Regions from separate parts of the Ovis aries genome. Here region 1 is linked to region 2. Evidence: chromatin contacts called from public Hi-C data. All regions are on one chromosome and are shown on one strand. The core of a region is the stretch at or near the end of the contact, and the rest is flanking DNA. Distances in the headings are between cores, read along the strand shown.

Region 1 (3,167 bases), core at 608-3,107, 160 kb after region 2:
TTTATAACTGACATTTATTGGGTCACTGATGGGGTTTGATTATTAGCCATTTCATCCCCCTCATCTGTGAATTGTTCATTTCTCTTTTAAGATGTTAACACTTTATTGATTTGTACAGGCTCTTTGTAAAAAAGTAAATCTGTTGTCTGTCATATTTATGGTGAATGTTTTTCTCCATTTGATTTTTGACTTCAACATCCATCCAACACACACATCTGAGTCTCCCCAAGGCATTGATCTAATCATTAAGGATGAAACAGACACAGGCCCTACCCTTAAGGATCTCAGAGTTTAATAGTAGGAGGCAGGGGCATAAATGATGAGTGCAATAAGGCTTTTAAATGCTCTGTTAGAAGTCCAAATAGGCGAGAGTGACTGCTCTAAAAGTGGTGAGTGGTCATGTATGTACATGCAGTAGGTGCCAGGAAAGGTTTCATGAAGGAGGTGCTTCCTAACTGAGTGCAAAATGCAGAGTTAATGACTAAAGCAACAAGGTAGGAAAAAAGCATTTCAGGCAGAGGGGACACCAACAGGGCCAACTAAGGAAACTTCAATAGCTAGGTTAGGTTAGGGAATAAAGCAGCAGGCAGGTCCAGAGGAAGAAAAGACTAGAGAGACATCAGAGTCTCACAGGTTTTTAAATTATATATAACTTTTTTATCTTTTGGATGTTCAACTTAGTCCAATTAAGCTTTACCTTATTCGTCTCTTACATAATATGTTAGAGAAGGAAATGGCAACCCACTCCAGTACTCTTGCCTAGAAAATCCCATGGATGGAGGAGCCCCATAGGCTGCAGTCCATGGGATCACAAAGAGTCGGACACGACTGAGCGATGACACGACATAATAGGTAGGCTAAGAAAGTCCTTCCTCACCCAGCGCTTCAATGCTTACCTTTGTTTTCCTCTAGTTTCCATTTTAAAACAGTATTTTATTTTTGGCTCTGTCGGGTCTTAGTTGCAGCATGCAGGATCTTCATTGTGGCATAGGGGTCTTTTCATGGCAGAGCACAGGTTCTTTGTTACCACGTTCGGGCTTCTCTCTAGTTGAGGCACCGTGGGCTCAGTAGTTGTTGTTCAGGGGCTTAGTTGCCCGACCAGGGATCAAACCCTAGTCCCCTGCATTGCAAGGCAGATTCTTAACCGCAGTCCACCAGGGACATCCTTCCATGTTTAATATTTTGTTTTCGTTTTAGTCCTTACGTTTAACATTAAACATTTCAGGTGTTTAATCCATCTGAAACTGACTTTGGTGTGTATAAGGTAAGCCTCATTTGAACTTTTGTGTGTGTGTGTCTTAATGTTTATCATGCCTATATTGTCCATTAAGCTTTTCTCTGTAACCCTATTGTGTTAAAAGGTAAAAAGGGAGTGCTAGCTAATAAATATATTCCCAGCTGGGAACAGTGCTTCAAGAAACAAGATACATTTCCCTGGGGTTTGTTCTTTCACTGAGCTGTGTTAATCACTACAGGTACAAAGTCACAGCCGTTTAGGATCCTTGTTCGCAGGGTCATCCTGCTACTTTGTATTTATAGATTACAAATTTCTTTACAGAGCCAATGGTTTCCACGGAGAGGACTTTATTCTCATGACCACTGAAGTGGGGACAGGGAGGAGGACTATGTCACCACTGCTTGATTTGTTTACTCCCACAAGAGATTAGGTAGAGTCAGGTTTCTTCCCCTGATGCTGGCTGGAAATCAAGTGGGCTTGGCATCTCGGTTTAGTACATACCAGAGCCTGGGCTGTTAGCGGAGGGCTGTGATTAGCTAGAAAGGCAAGCATAACCTGACCTGATTGGCTCTGGACTCCCTCCTGTTGTTACTCCACAGCAGCCTGAAGACCGGTCCACCAATCACAGGGCTCCTTACTGGGTGCACAAGCAACTGCCGGAGATTGCCAGGAGCCCCTAGCAACACCTTGGCTTTTGAAACCTGGAAGGTGGGGTGCAGTCAGTAGAGGAGCGTGCCAATGCCTCAGGAAGAGTCGGATCCCAGGATGGACACCCCACCCTCTGAAGAACCCTTAGATAAGCAAAACAGAAAACTGGAAGTCCAGGAAGAGGAGATGGAGTTTAAGGAGCTGGATGATCTGAGGGAAGCCTTGGCGAACCTCCGGGGGCTGTCTGAGGAGGACAAGAGTGAGCGGGCGATGCTGTGTTCCCGCATCCAGGAGCAGTCCCAGCTCATCTGCATCCTGAAGCGGAGATCCGATGAGGCCCTGGAGCGCTGCCAGACCCTGGAACTGCTCAACACCGAGCTGGAGGAGAAGAGGCTGCTGGAGGCCGAGGAGCTGAAGGCCAAAACTCAGCAGGCCCAGAAGCTGGAGGAACGCTTTATGACCCTGGCCTCCAACCACGAGTTGATGATCCGCTTCAAGGATGAACACAAAAGGCAGAACGCCAAGCTGCGGGAGGAGAACGAGAAGCTGAGGCTGGAGAATGACCAGCTTTTCAGCCCAGCGCTGAAGGCCCAGGAGGCCAAAGTGGTGCAGCTCACAGCCCGGAGCGAGGCCCTCGCCAAGGAGCTGGAGACCCTGCAACGGAAGTACGCCCAGGATGTCTGCCAGGCCCAGGCCCGAGAGCAGGAGCTGCTGGAGCTGCAGAACCGGCAGGCCTGCGCCCACACTGAAGAGACCGAGCAGCTGCGCATGCAGCTGCAGAGCCTCCAGCAGCAGCAGCAGGAGGCCCTGCAGCAGACGGCCAAGGCCGAGCAGGCACACAGCCAGCGGAACCAGGAGCTGCGGGCCCGGCTGCAGACCGTCACTCGGGAGAAAGAGGAGCTGCTGCTGCTGTCCGTAGAGAGGGGCAAGGTGCTTCAGAAAAAGCAAGCGGAGATCTGCCAGCTGGAGGAGAAGCTGCAGATGGCCGACGTGGCCAAGAGGCACGCGCTCGAGCGCTTTGAGCAAGAGGCCGTGGCCGTGAACAGCAACTTGCGAGTCAGGGAGCTACAGCGCAGGGTGGATGGCATCCAGGCCGCCTATGATGAACTCAGGCTGCAGTCTGAAGCTTTCAAAAAGCACAGCCTGGATCTTTTAAGCAAGGAGAGAGAACTCAATGCCAAACTACGCCATCTCTTTCCATAAGGAGGTTTCCTCCTCCTCTGGCCTCCAATGAAGAAATCAGATATCTGTGCCTTACTATTATGGCGAGAGTCAAGATTGT
Region 2 (2,958 bases), core at 344-2,843:
AAAATAAACTGTGGAAAATTCTGAAAGCGATGGGAATACCAGACCACCTGACCTGCCTCTTGAGAAATCTGTATGCAGGTCAGGAAGCAACAGTTAGAACTGGACATGGAAAAACAGACTGATTCCAAATAGGAAAAGGAGTATGTCAAGGCTGTATATTGTCACCCTGCTTATTTAACTTCTATGCAGAGTACATCATGAGAAACGCTGGACTGGAGGAAACACAAGCTGGAATCAAGATTGCCGGGAGAAATATCAATCACCTCAGATATGCAGATGACACCACCCTTATGGCAGAAAGTGAAGAGGAACTAAAAGCCTCTTGATGAAAGTAAAAGAGGAGAGTGAAAAAGTTGGCTTAAAGCTCAACATTCAGAAAATGAAGATCATGGCATCTGGTCCCATCACTTCATGCGAAATAGATGAGGAAACAGTAGAAACAGTGTCAGACTTTATTTTTTTGGGCTCCAAAATCACTGCAGATGGTTATTGCAGCCATGAAATGAAAAGACGCTTATTCCTTGGAAGAAAAGTTATGACCAACCTAGACAGCATATTCAAAAGCAGAGACATTACTTTGCTGAATAAGGTCTGTCTAGTCAAGGCTATGGTTTTTCCAGTAGTCATGTATGGATGTCAGAGTTGGACTGTGAAGAAGGCTGAGCACCAAAGAATTGATGCTTTTGAACTGTGGTGTTGGAGAAGACTCTTGAGAGTCCCTTGGACTGCAAGGAGATCCAACCAGTCCATTCTGAAGAAGATCAGCCCTGGGATTTCTTTGGAAGGAATGATGCTAAAGCTGAAACTCCTGTACTTTGGCCACCTCATGTAAAGAGTTGACTCATTGGAAAAGACTCTGATGCTGGGAGGGATTGGGGGCAGGAGGAGAAGGGGACGACCCAGGATGAGATGGCTGGATGGCATCACTGACTCGATGGACGTGAGTCTGAGTGAACTCCGGGAGATGGTGATGGACAGGGAGGCCTGGAGTGCTGCGATTCATGGGATTGAAAAGAGTCGGACACGACTGAGCGACTGAACTGAACTGAACTGAATGTATAAAATAGATAACTAATGAGAACCTAACTCCACTCATTGCTCTGTTCTGACTAAATGGGAAGGGAATTCCAAGGAAGAGGCGATATATGTATATAAATATATTAAAAAATCAATATGATAAATATATTTTATATTTAAATAAATATTATATATATATATATGAGGTGAAAGTTGCTTAGTCGTGTATGACTCTTTATGACCCCATGGACTATACAGTCCATGAAATTCTCAGGCCAGAATACTAGAGTGGGTAGCCTTTCCCTTCTCCAGGGGATCTTCCCAACCCAGGGATCTAACCCAGGTCTCCCATATTGCAGGCGGATACCAGCTGAGCCACCAGGGAAGCCCATATATATATATACACACACACACGTGGCCAATTCACTTTACAGAAGAAAGTAATAAAACATTGTAAAGCAACTATACTTAAAAAAAAAATAAGGAAAACACTGGAGACCTCTCTGTGTGTCTCCCTCTGGGGTCACACAAGAGGTCACGTGCACACACAGAGATCTGGTGGCTGCCCACACGCCAGGAAGAGAGGCTTCACAGGAAACCAGCTATGCTGGCAGCCTAATCTCAGCCACCCAGCTTCTCAGAACTGTGAGAAAAAATGCTGCTGTTTTTGGCATTTTGTACTGGCAGCTCCAGCTAAGGCGGCAGAGAAGAGCCTCAGAGCTGTCGGAGGTTGCCCCAGGGGGGAGCGGGGTGATTAGTTCTCAGTCCTCTTTTGCCCCCGGGGCAGCCCCCCGGGGCCCTGACTCCCCCGCAGTTAAGCCTGCGCCGGGAGAGGGCCGAGCTCCTGTTCCCTGTGGTCAGAGGCGCTCCTGCGGGGAAGGAGCCTTGCGTCTGCCTGGTGGGTGCTGAGCGGACGCGGGCGGGCCAGCCGTGTCCCCACGGCTCCCGGAAGGCGTCTCATCTCCTCTTCGTGGCTCTCCTCGCCCTGGCCCGAGTCATCGACTCATCTGTTAGCTCTGTAAGGGCGTAGCACAGCACCTCTCCGCTTCCCCAGGGTACCACCAGGGCTTAGCACAGAGCCAGATATGTGATAGGTGCTCAAGAGATATTTAGTGAATGTTTGGATAAGTGAAATATGATCCTTTCAGAAAGGAACCCAGTCACATCATGTTTTGTATTTGACAAAAAAAAAAAAAAAAAAATTAACACAGGCAGCAACAAAAGCTCTAACTATTGTTAAGTCTGAATCCCCACACTCACATACATCACTGACATTTCTTAATAATGCCAACAAAAGGCCTACTTAGACTTTCTAAGTAAAACTTCCCAGGTGGTAAGGGATCCACCTGCCAGGCAGGAGATGCAGGTTTGATCCCTGGGTCGGGAAGATCCCCTAGAGTAAAGAAATGGCAACCCACTCCAGAACTCTGGCCTGGAAATTTCCATGGACAGAAGAGCCTAGTGGGCTATATAGTCCATGGGGCTGCAAAGAGTCGAACACGACTGGGTGACTAAACAACAGCAACAGACAAAGCTTAGGGTGTGCGTTTGCATCCCCTTGCGACCAGTATGGTCCTGATGTCTTTCGTCTAGTCCCCGGCCACTCCACACGCTGTGCCAGCGCCAGGGAGCTCGAAACGCCCAGAGCCCACCCAGGCGGAGCCGGGCTCAGCCCTGGAAGCTGGCTCCCAGCTGCTCCTCAGCAGCAGGACGAGCAGGTGGAGCCTATGAAGGCGGCCTCCCGGAGCGTGGACTTGCTCCTGCGGGCACTGTTGGGCCGTGAGGAGAGACTTCCCAGCAAGCTGAAAGCACGGCTGCCAAGCGAGATGTGGAACGGTGATGTTTAGAGGGAATGGCGTGGGGAGAGGCTGGAGGCTGGGGAACAGATAGCAAAGAGACTGAGATGGCCTGACTGACGGACGCTGGGGCCACGTGAAGCTC

What was found. Hi-C and Micro-C count contacts between places; a contact is called where the count stands out from the background.
Region 1: a Hi-C map of mesenteric adipose tissue shows a contact between it and region 2, with 3 times the contacts expected there. The contact joins the promoter of CCDC89 here to the enhancer-like site in region 2. A contact is called at or near these places in 12 of 16 Hi-C or Micro-C datasets (blood, hypothalamus, liver and 6 more).

Annotation. Positions count from the first base shown.
Region 1 is chr21:9,396,077-9,399,243 of ARS-UI_Ramb_v3.0, forward strand. It overlaps CCDC89 (coiled-coil domain containing 89), which reads left to right and starts at 1,858. Exons shown (of 1, transcript XM_012101644.5): 1 at 1,858-3,167. The coding sequence starts at 1,976. The coding sequence ends at 3,088.
Region 2 is chr21:9,235,413-9,238,370 of ARS-UI_Ramb_v3.0, forward strand. The region is part of intron 13 of LOC121817498 (a long non-coding RNA gene); the gene reads left to right. Among named protein-coding and RNA genes, the nearest start is that of CCDC83, 13 kb to the left of the region's middle. Within about 2 kb of position 1,594, at least 9 of the 54 cell types and tissues checked have an H3K27ac peak or open chromatin away from gene starts, as enhancers often do. A contact at or near this core is called in liver, where this site is marked.